Regions from separate parts of the Mus musculus genome. Here all the other regions are linked to region 3. The links are chromatin contacts, called in public HiChIP or PLAC-seq and promoter capture Hi-C maps. All regions are on one chromosome and are shown on one strand. Each heading gives the region's core, a stretch centred on a gene start, on an enhancer-like site or on the middle of the called end of the contact. The rest is flanking DNA. Distances are from core to core; before and after follow the strand shown. Region 1 holds the start of Cyp7a1 (cytochrome P450, family 7, subfamily a, polypeptide 1). Region 2 holds the start of Sdcbp (syndecan binding protein). Region 3 holds the start of Car8 (carbonic anhydrase 8).

Region 1 (3,704 bases), core at 735-3,234, 2.0 Mb before region 3:
TGGTATGACAGGGAGTTTGTGATGAAGTGGACATATTTCCCCATCAGTTTGCAGGTAAAAACATGGCCATGTTTCCTTTGCTTTGCTCTTAGGAATTCAAGAGGATTGGATCCGAACTTCAGAGCACAGCCCAGGTATGGAATCAACCCGTTGTCCAAAGGAGGTTCACCTACTTTCCTGTAAGACGCAGATTTGGGAGGTTGGGAAAATTACGTGTTCAGTGTTTTCTAGTACTTATTTCATATGTAGCTTCATAACTACAGTTTGTAGATACTTATTTTGGTGATGGGGACCCCTCTCTTTTACTAAAACAGTGGCTTTTTTAGTGTACTAAGATATTGGTGAGGGTGATTACTAAATCTATCCACTCACGAATCTATCTATTAACCCATCCATCAGTCTATCCACCTCCATATATATATATATACACACACACGTGTGTGTGTGTGTATTCACACATTCATCAAGAACCCAATAAATTGTTTTCTATGCCTATGTCCTATTGCTTTTCCCAATGGCAGAGCTTAGAGTGTTAACATAGCCAACAAGATTCTTGCTCTCGAAGTATCACCTAATGATTAAACTTTTCTAAGAATCATTTCCCTAAATGCCTATAATGTAACATTTGCTCTTTTTCTTTAAGGATGGGAAACATCAAATGACAGAAAGGGCTACAGTGTTAAAGTTTTAACAATCTACAGAATTTAAAATACTAGCATCCTGAGGACTGGAGGTGTGGCTCAATGGTGGAGCTCTTGATAACATTTATAAAACCTTCCCTTTGATCCTCAACTCTGGAAAAAAGAACATTATTATTCTGAGATGATATTTGAAGTGAATAGGAATCTCATTTGGAAAATTAGATCATTATAAAATGAAATTGGATCAAGTAAACATTGGCAAACCATGAACTAAAATCCAATACTCTTTTACTCTTTCTTAAATGTTTTATTAAAATTATAAGCTTATTTATTTCCCAATAAATTATATATTTAGTGTTTTCTACTATTTATTTCAAGCTTCCTAACTACAGTTTGTAGACACTTCTTTTGATGATGGGGACCCTGCTTTTTTATTAAAACAGTGGGTTTTTTTAGCCTATTAAGATATTGGTGAAGAATATCTCTTCATCTCTTCTAAGAATAATTGAGTATAATTGATATTTCCTTTCTTAGCATGACGATAAGCTGTTTAATTTAAACTGGTAACTATCAGCCGAAGAGGCAAAGAAACACTTTTTAAACTAAGAGAACACATACTGGTTTACCTCTCTGAAGATAATGCCAGGGGTATTGTCCTATTTTGATGTTGACAGTCCAGAAAATATCTAAATATCCTGCCCCGAAATGTTCTTTGAGTCATTCAAAATGATATCATGTGCAGGCACCAAAGCTTCCCAGTCACACAGTTGGTTAACATTGGAAAGAAAAGTTAGAGGCAGACAAACTCAGGCTCTGTGCTCTCACCCAAGCTTAGACGGAGTCTGCAGAAAACCCAGATGACTGCACACTTGCTTAGGCAGAGCATCTAGTCAGTTCATGTCACAGAAAGAACCCCTCTAAATATTACTCTTCTCAGCTTAGGTTTGCTCCACACACGCATACATAAACTTGCATCAAAAACTTGTAATTTTTTAGTTATGTTTAACAAGATCTGCATTACCAGTGGTGAATGTGAATATGCTAAGGGGAACTATCTATATCTTGTTAGATTTAGTCAAAGATGTGTCTTTTAAATTTAAAATTAAAAGTACTAATGTACTAGTATTTTTTTCATGCTGTGTAATCATGAAGGTATTGAATACTAGAAATAAATTAAGACAAATTTAAAAAATGTTTCCATACCTTCTCCTTATTCCAATGATAAACCATATGCAACAGCTCACTACCACAGCAATCCCCCAGATCAAAGAAATGCTCATCATTTTGCAAAAGCAGGAAAACGTCCCAAGGGGAGAATCTGTGCTTAGCAAAGCAAGACGGTCCAGAAACTGTGGCTCTAACTAGGCTTTATATATGCACAGGACCATGATCCAATAACTTGAACTTGGGTGACCAGAGCAAACACTAACTATTTGTCCTCCTAAAAAAAAGAAAAAAGAAAAAAGAAAAAAATAGCATTATCTGGCCTTGAACTAAGTCCATCTTCTCAGAAGAGGCTCCAGAACAAGCAGAGAGCTGCAATAGTCGATAAGCCGAAGGTCTGTCCCTCATGTGCTGACATAACATTCAAAGCTGGGGACAACAGCTAACACTGTGCTTCTGTGTGTAGAAAAAGAAGTAAACACACTACAGAAGAGCTCACCTACCAAAGATGTGGAGTGTGTTGTAAAGCAAAACAGGCAGAAGCTTTCCATCCTGGCTTTAATACTGGCTGTCCATGTCATTAACCTTTGGGGAAAATTATTTAAATTAATTTCCAGAAGTATACAGCAACCGATCCTAAAGGATGTGAACGGTGTGGAACAGTTTGTTTTGTTTGTTTCTTTGTTTGTTTGTTTTTGCTTGATTGTTCAGTGTGTTTATAAAGCCACAGGTGCTTCATGTAGTCTATCTACTATCGTCGAAATAGAAAACCTCCCAGCACTCATCTTCTAGGCAGCCATAGCTTGAGAATTCACTCTTTACCAATTTTTATTTGTAATTAAGATGTACTTTTATTTCAAATAAAGACTACAACACTTCTTGTCAAAGTAAATATGAATTCATAATTTACCTCTTATACTACTCATAAACTGGTATACAACTTTCCCAACTTTACTCAGCATAATCTTTCATTTTGTGCTGAAGATTGAACCAATGGCCCCACTCCTCCAAGGCAAGCACTCTACCGCTGATTTACACCCCAGCTCCCTACTTAACATAAATATTAATTGAGCATTTTTATGTTCCAGGAACTCTTTGAAGATATTCTGGTTTCAGGTACTAACAAGACAGGGAGTTTCTCTACTGAAGATTGTATTTTGATGGGGAGACAGCAAATATGTGTTGTGTATCCATAAAATGAGGTGTATAGGGATAAATATGGCTTTAAATATGTTGATAGGAGAAGCTTTTTTGAAAAGATGATACTTGAGATAGAATAGCTAAGGAAAGACATTTCCAGGAGAGGGGACAGCAAAGGTGAAGTTCCTGAGCAGAGAGAGGATGAACTTGGTGTGCTAAAACACAGAATGAACAAATGGAGGATAGAAGATGGAGTTGGGTTTAAGAAAGAGACTAGAAGATAAGCAAAAATTAGTTCATATAGGGCTGCTTCTATATGCTTCATATAGAGTGGAGAGAGGATTGGACCTATTGCCTTGGAAGGCAAAATACCAGTGTAATGTTTTGAACATTTGAAAATCCAAGGGACAATGTCAATTTCTCAGCTGAGTATAAGAATCTGAGGTAAGGAGAAAGGAAAACATCAGTGATGTAGATGTTAAGCCGTCAGCATTTTTGATATTTAAAGCCAAGCGACCCTCTCAGGTCACCTAGCAGAAGCAGTAGGTAGAGTATGACACTAGGCCAGAGAGAGTGCATTCTATTCCCCGATGCCAGGAAAAGGGGAGAAAAGAAAACAATAAAAGAGAAATAAACTGTACAAATATGTCTCTGGATACATATCTGTATAGTGTGTGTATTATTATTATTATTATTATGTATTTAATCTGAATAAAACTATCTTAGTGAACAACTTATTCAAATAATTCTTTTTTTAAG
Region 2 (3,890 bases), core at 786-3,285, 1.9 Mb before region 3:
GCACATTAGGAGGTGGGTCCTTGTTAGATCCAAAGTCTTTAGGTAACTCAAGATATAACAGGTATTCCCTGTTCCGTTGCTCCAACCACCTAGCCTTTGGTAATTTGTTCTTGTAGCCACAGTAAAACACCCTCAAGCTACATATTTTATCTTCTTCAGCATCCTTTATGATTAGTTTATTTACTGTTTGTGTGTGTGCCCATGTATATGTGTACAGTTCTCCTGCCACACAGCACAAACATGTGAAGTCAGAGGACAACATCTCCAGTTGGCTCTCTCTTTCCAGGTTGACAGTATTTTTTGTTTTTTTTGTTTGTTTTTCAGCAAATGCTTTCACTCCACTAAACCATCTTGCCCGCCTTGGTGTTTTGTTTTTCTCACAAACTGTGGAACCAGCTTGTTGGTATCTATGACTTGATAGGATTTTGACTGAGATTGGATGAGATCTATAGATGGTGGGCAGAACTGACATCTCCATAAAATCTTTCTTCCTATGTATAAAGGTGGGCGTCCCCCACTTTACTCAGATCTTTCATTTTCTTTAGAACTCCCTGTCAACACAAAGAAACCGCAGCTCTCATCTTAAAGGTGATAAGAGATAGTTGATTTTGGAACCATTTTGAGTGACCATGGCCTGGGAACACAGATTTAGGTTACTTCAAATTCTATGTTCCAACAAGTAGCCTCAAGTAGCTCTCATAGTTTTTGTTTTTGTTTTTGTTTGTTTTTCTGAGACAGGGTTTCTTTGTGTAGCCCTGGCTGTCCTGGAACTCACTCTGTAGACCAGGCTGGCCTCGAACTCAGAAATCTGCCTGCTTCTGCCTCCCAAGTGCTGGGATTAAAGGCGTGCACCATTTTACAGGACAGAGGAAGTCATCAGTCAAGGCAAGCTTACAATACATAGGCGCTTACTTCAGAGAGGCAGGACAAGGCAGTGGGGGTGAGGTTCAGGGAACCTTTCTGTAAGACGCAAGGTGTTTTCTGGTGGCATTCTAAGCATTTGGATTGGTAGAAGCTAGTTGCCTGCTAATTCAATAGATTCTAAAGACCTGTTGTTTATTGTCACAAGATGTTAGTTTAGACACAGGGAAACAAGGAATGGCTGTTCTGGAGGGCCAGGATTTAGCCCAAGATATGGTGATCTTCCTCTGGACTTTCGACATTCCAACCTATTTATTTCCACAGCATGAAATTCTAATTAGGAGTTTTCCTTCACACAGATATTCATTCAACTAGGCTTGTAGCTAAGTATTTTATCTTGATATATTTTTAATATTCAATTCCAATTGCTCATTTCGTGCAGATAGGAAAGTAATTGACTCGTGTGTATATTAACCGTGTATCGTAGCAACCTTGCTGTAGCTGCTTATTCTGCTTACTGGTGTTTATTTTCTCTTTGTTTACATAGATAATCTTGCCAGCTGTGAATAGAACTGTATTTCTTCCTTTTCCATCCCGTAACTCGTTTTACAAGTTGTTCATCAGTTAAGCCATATTCTCCCTGGAGCATCACATTTTCATTCCTCTTGTCATGTAATGCTTATTGTTTTACCAGAGATAAAATTTCAAATGACTGTGATGATGAATAATTTAGATAGACAATTGCTTGCATGCCAATGATGTCATATACTGTTACTAGGAAATGGCCTCAGCCATGGACTGGTGTAGATATTGTCAGTTTCACATATTCATGTACACCCCAAACATCTGGATTCCCCTATCAGCACCATCAACTCTCAGAAAGCACATAGTCCGTGTTTTTAAGATTAGAATGTGGGTTTTATTTATTTCAGGGTGTGTGTGTGTGTGTGTGTGTGTGTTCAACACCGAGAGTAACAGTCAGCAGCCAATGAGCATTCGTTCTGGGAACAAAGGGTAGTAAAAGGCGGCGGGGGCTGCCAGGGAACCGAGGCTGGAGCCGGGAGTTGGGAGGATTTCGTAGAGGGAGGGTGGGCTGGTGGTCGCTCGGGCTGTGCCGCGTTGTCATGGGGACGGCGCGTGCGCCTGCGCCTGCGCGGCGGAAGGCGGGGGCGGTGATGACGCGCAGGGCGGGCCCCGAGGTTCGGTTGTGTGGAGCTGGAGCGGGCAGCAGGAGCGGCGCGGTCCTCGGGGCAGGTGAGTGGCCGCGGGGGTCCCGGGCCCCGGCAGGTCTCGGAGCTGGTCCGGCGCTCTGCTTCGGGCCCCGGGTGGGTCTGGCCGGGTCCTCGCCCGCACTCGGTGGCGTCCTCAGCGGCTTCCGGACGGCTGGCAGGGCGCGACGGACCGGAGGTGACAACGGTTAGCTGCGGAGCCGCTGCTCTGGAAGGGGGCAGGGAGGGCCAGGGCTTGCAGCGGGGTGTGTGCACCAGGAACGGTCTCCGGAGGTCTGGTGACTCAGATCTCCTTGGAGGATTTCCTTCTAATACGGGGCGGAGGGAGGCGTACAGACGTGGAAAGTTTCCAGTTTCAGAAGTGCAGTTATGGAGCCGTGGAGTGTGTGGGATCGTTTGTTGTATTCGTCCTATCTTCGACACATAGCTTTTTTTTTTCTTGTTTTGTTTTGTTTTCCATTAGGTAAATTACTTAGAAAGTGTAGAGTTTTAAATTCTTAACACGCACGCTTTACACCGAGAACAAATGTTTAAGAACGAAAGTTATATTGAAAATAGCTGCTGCCCTGGTCAATTGTCTTACTTTTGAAATGTCAAGGTGATATAGTTCAGCAGATTTGTACTCTCATTTTCCCGATGTGAGGATAGGACAAAGCAGAAAATATGCCTTTTCATCCTGTTAACAACTTAGGTCCTTAAACTGGTAGGTCTTAAGTGGTACGTAAGTATTACTGATCAGATGACTTGCACCAGGAAATAAGGAAATGGAATGACGAGAAGGCTCAGTAAACAATTACTCCATTATAGCCAGAGTCACTTAACTTTGGAAGCAGATTTTAGCTGTGCTGGATCTATTAAAGAGGATTTAAAAATCATGAACAAGAAAGGGCTGATTAAGATTTTGATGCACTTTTGAATTAAGCAGCCCTTTAAAATGAGCACGGCTCACCGACTTCCCCCCATTTTTGCCACTTTCTCTTAGGTAGTAAACATCCAGAGACTGTAAAAGACACCCACACACTTTAAAATACTTATACATTTAATAATCGTTCTCCTTGTACTTATTAATTGCCAAATGTTGCAACACTTACTGAAAATTTTAGCTTTTAAGGATGTAATTAGTAAACATATGGCTCAAAATTTTAAGCATTTAAAATGTAGAGCATACAGTATAAAACCTCCCCTGTGCTTGGCATAGGCTTTGGTTGTGCCCACCAGCCAGCCATATTTCCTCTGGCAGGCCAGTTCTTTTACGGTCTTAGGTACTGGTTCAGATAGTGCCTCTATGGTCAGACATGTAAATATGTTTCCCTCAGTTTAACACTGAGGAAGGCATGATTTTCTGCTGTATGTGTCTGTTTTTCCAGTTAGTAATAACATTTTGGATTATAACTTTCAGTTATGGTTAAGTTTGGCTGTGTTTTGGTCAGTGTCACTGTGACCAAGCTAGTAGGTATGATTGTCACCCTTTGCAAGTACATGTCAACTAAAGACATGAAGCGGTCTTACTGTGTCTGGAGTTATAATTGGAGCAGATGTCTAAATTGTAGGAGTTACTCCTCTTATACTTAACTTTCTTAAAATTGTAAAAGGCTTTGAACAACTATATTTAAAAAATGATAGTTTCTTTCCGCTAGCTTTTTAAAAAATGGTGTGTGTGTGTGTGTGTGTATGTGTGTGTGTACATACGTGGGAGTGGGATGGGGAGTGCAGGGAGTGGAGAGGCCAGAGTCAGCGTGCCTGTGGGGTTGAATTAGTGGTTTTGTCAGTTGCCCCAAGAATGGGTGCTGGGAACTGAAC
Region 3 (3,967 bases), core at 21-2,520:
CCTGAGAACTCTATTAGAAAATAATTCCCAGAAAAATGCAACTTATAAGGACCATGAAAATAGAAACTGTGTTGGTGTCGCCTTTAAAACCATACAAGTTAAATCAGAGCTTGCTTATAAAAGTGCAGAAACATGTGTTCCAAATTACCTGATTTTGACTTCAGGATGACTTGAATGGTGTGTCCATCGTTGGTGACTTCACAGTCCCGGCACACCACATAATTTGGAGACAGGCGGACATCCAGCAGTGAGGGGTCATACCTGGCTTCTCTGGAGTTTAGGTTGATAGGTGACTGGTACTCCCCATTAGCATCAGGAAACACTAAGCCCCACTCAACACCTGAAGACAAAATGAGACTAGGTTGGATTTTTTTAAGGTTAATGACAGTAAAATATAACACAAAAATCTCATAATCCTTAACATTATAGCTGTGACTATCATCTGTATGTAGATGAAATATAAGAAATGTGTGTGGGTTTTTACATTCATTACGTGAGTGATCTGTTGTTAAATATCACACACAAAATCCTCTACTGTCTGTGCATACAGACGCTTTGATGTAGGGATCTAAGAAACTTATGCCATCTTGAAGTGACTAGAAAAAAGATACCTCAGAAATTTCTTCTGCTCATCAGTTCAATTATGTGCAGTACTGGGAAATTTCCTCAAAGCCCCACATGCTCAGAGACAACAGAAAACCTGTAACGCTAATGAGCGCCACTTGTTTAAAATGCAAATACAGTGTCCCATACATATTAGTTCTTTTGCTCTTTTCTCCGTGTATACAGGAAACATGGGCGGGCACTAATGACTATTCGAAGCCCTGGATCTGCGAAGACAGATTTAGAAAACTCTTTTTAAAGTCCCCAAGATCCAGCCTGCAATTCGGGACGGTTTTTCTGAAGTGCGTTTGGTTATACTTCCCAAGACTAGAAAGCAACTCGGTTGCACGTCTGCTCCAGGCTGGGAGATGTGGCTGCCTGGGTGCAGCAGGTGCGAACAGCACTCAGGCAGCCACGGAGGGGCAAGTGGGGGACCGCGTGGGGCGTAGCAGCCGCGACAGCGGCCCCACGAGCCTACCTTCCTCGTAACCCCACTCCACGCCCTCCTCCTCCTCCTCTTCCTCGTCTTCCTCCTTCTCGGGGAAGGCGACTGCATCCTCAATGAAGCTCAGGTCAGCCATGGGCAGCTCTGCGACACGGGTGCGGGAGCGGCAGGCGCGGGGCTGGGGACCGCACTGAGCGTGGCAGTCCCCGCGAGCGCGAGAGGCAGCGGTCCGGCGCAGGCTTGCGCGTTTTAAGGTCGGTGGGGGCGTGTCTGACTCGAGGACACGCCCCCCGCCCTACACTCCCACCTACACCCCCTCTCACCCCACAATCGGGACAGGCAAGCCTGCGAAAATCAAACTGGGGCTGCAGCAACACGGGAAGCCTGCTGCACCCAAGTCCTAATACCCTTTCAAAAGCCTGGAGACTCCAAAATCCGCCCTGTCTCCCGTGCTCCCCTTGCTCCAAACAATTTTCCCAATGGAGTTGCCTTGCTTTGGGAACGGGATTGAGACCGGGAACCCAACAAGACTCCCTGGTCGAATGGTTTATTGGCCATCGTTTACCGGTCAATTTTGTTGGGGTTTGGTTTTGTGAGACTGGGTCTCAAGGAGACCAGGTTGGCTTCAAACTCCTCCCAGTGGAGAAGCGGATGACCTTGAACTGCACAGGGCTCGCTCCACTTTGCAAACACTGGGCTTGCAAGAATGCACCACCACCATGGGGCCAAGCGTGGTGGTGGCAGCTTATCTGAGCGAGTTTTACTTTTTAATCCGTCCTTAAAACACAGGGAAAATGAATATGGATTTTATTTTTCCCAAAATAAGTCCAACAAACATTTCACGAAAAATAATTTAGCAACTAGACATAGGTATAGTTTGAGAAATTTTTACTAAATATATTTCAAAGACAATGAAATGGGGTGTTTGGTTCCACTTTCTAAGTCTGGGGTGCTGCTGCAGGCTCACCTTGCTGTGGACACCGCTCCCAAGCGCCTCGTGAAGTCGCGCAAATAATGAAATGCACACACATTACGAAACAAACAGGAACTTTCCCCGATCCAAAGAGGTCAAGTCGTTACCCCTGAAGCGTGTGTCCCAACCTCAGGCTAATGCTTCATCCTGGTGTTCCAGCCCTGTTCAGTAACCCCTAAGCTCCTTTCCTCCACGATAGCAGATATATTTGCATAGTAAGTTAGTACTCAGGCCTGCAGTATGCTTTGCCTTTTACATAGCCCATGCACACTCCACAGTGTCTGTGAGATTAATGGATGCATCGAGTTCCTCAAACAGGGCGGGGGTGATTGATTAGCTGGGAAATTTTAAGGTGCCGGGTTGCTATCCTTTACTGCCTGTTGGGGCCTTAACTTAAAAAATAAATATCGTATCACGTCTTCAGGAAGTGGATGGAGGCTAAGGAGAAAAACATCAGTTGACCTACTCCTCCACTGTCTGAAGAAAAACAAAAAACAAAAACAAACAAACAAACAAAAAACCTCCTGGACAGCTGCAGCACCCACATGGCCTGTGGGTTTCAGGGTGTGTGTGTATGTTGTTGTTTTTTTTTTTTTTTAATTAGGTACTTTCCTCATTTACATTTTCAATGCTATCCCAAAGGTCCCCCATACCCACCCCCCAATCCCCTACCCACCCACTCCCCCTTTTTGGCCCTGGCGTTCCCCTATACTGGGGCATATAAAGTTTGCAAGTCCAATGGGCCTCTCTTTCCAGTGATGGCCGACTAGGCCATCTTTTGATACATATGCAGCTAAAGACAAGAGCTCCCAGGTACTGGTTAGTTCATATTGTTGTTCCACCTATAGGGTTGCAGTTCCCTTTAGCTCCTTGGGTAATTTCTCTAGCTCCTCCATTAGGGGCCGTGTGACCCATCCAATAGCTGACTGTGATCATCCACTTCTGTGTTTGCTAGGCCCCGGCATAGTCTCACAAGAGAGAGCTATAACTGGGTCCTTTCAGCGAAATCTTGCTAGTGTATGCAATGGTGTCAGCATTTGGAAGCTGATTATGGGATGGATCCCTGCATATGGCAGTCACTAGATGGTCCATCCTTTCGTCACAGCTCCAAATTTTGTCTCTGTAACTCCTTCTATGGGTGTTTTGTTCCCATTTCTAAGAAAGGGTAAAGTGTCCACACTTTGGTCTTCGTTCTTCTTGAATTTCATGCGTTTGGCAAGTTGTATCTTATATCTTGGGTATCGTAAGTTTCTGGGCTATTATCCACTTATCAGTGAGTACATATTGTGCGAGTTCCTTTGTGATTGGGTTACTTCACTCAGGATGATACCCTCCAGGTCCATCCATTTGCCTAGGAATTTCATAAATTCATTTTTTAATAGCTGAGTAGTACTCCATTGTGTAAATGTACCACATTTTCTGTATCCATTCCTCTGTTGAGGGGCATCTGGGTTCTTTCCAGCTTCTGGCTATTATAAACAAGGCTGCTATGAACATAGTGGAGCATGTGTTCTTCTTACCGGTTGGGACATCTTCTGGATATATGCCCAGGAGAGGTATTGCAGGATCCTCCGGTAGTACTATGTCCAATTTTCTGAGGAACCGCCAGACTGATTTCCAGAATGGTTGTACAAGCTTGCAATCCCACCAACAATGGAGGAGTGTTCCCCTTTCTCCACATCCTTGCCAACATCTGCTGTCACCTGAGTTTTTGATCTTAGCCATTCTGACTGGTGTGAGGTGGAATCTCAGGGTTGTTTTGATTTGCATTTCCCTGATGATTAAGGATGTTGAACATTTTTTCAGGTGTTTCTCTGCCATTCGATATTCCTCAGGTGAGAATTCTTTGTTCAGCTCTGAGCCCCATTTTTAATGGGGTTATTTGATTTTCTGGACTCCACCTTCTTGAGTTCTTTATATATATTGGATATTAGTCCCCTATCCGA

Evidence for each region. Promoter capture Hi-C pulls out the DNA fragments that hold promoters and counts their contacts. HiChIP or PLAC-seq counts read pairs in DNA pulled down with a chosen protein or histone mark.
Region 1: a contact with region 3 is called in a promoter capture Hi-C map of liver, with 4 times the contacts expected there. The contact joins the promoter of Cyp7a1 here to the promoter of Car8 in region 3. A contact is called at or near these places in 4 of 39 promoter capture datasets (cranial neural crest, hippocampal neurons, liver and 1 more).
Region 2: an H3K4me3 HiChIP or PLAC-seq map of embryonic forebrain shows a contact between it and region 3, with 6 times the contacts expected there. The contact joins the promoter of Sdcbp here to the promoter of Car8 in region 3. A contact is called at or near these places in 1 of 39 promoter capture datasets (liver) and 3 of 115 datasets of contacts at active chromatin or transcription factors (astrocytes, embryonic forebrain and large pre-B cells).

Annotation. Positions count from the first base shown.
Region 1 is chr4:6,273,648-6,277,351 of GRCm38.p6, forward strand. Cyp7a1 (cytochrome P450, family 7, subfamily a, polypeptide 1) reads right to left here and starts at 1,985. Exons shown (of 6, transcript NM_007824.3): 1 at 1,845-1,985; 2 at 1-177. The coding sequence starts at 1,924. RefSeq lists a promoter at 1,953-2,303.
Region 2 is chr4:6,363,645-6,367,534 of GRCm38.p6, forward strand. Sdcbp (syndecan binding protein) reads left to right here and starts at 2,036. Exons shown (of 9, transcript NM_001098227.1): 1 at 2,036-2,115.
Region 3 is chr4:8,237,771-8,241,737 of GRCm38.p6, forward strand. It overlaps Car8 (carbonic anhydrase 8), which reads right to left and starts at 1,271. Exons shown (of 9, transcript NM_007592.3): 1 at 1,082-1,271; 2 at 149-340. The coding sequence starts at 1,184.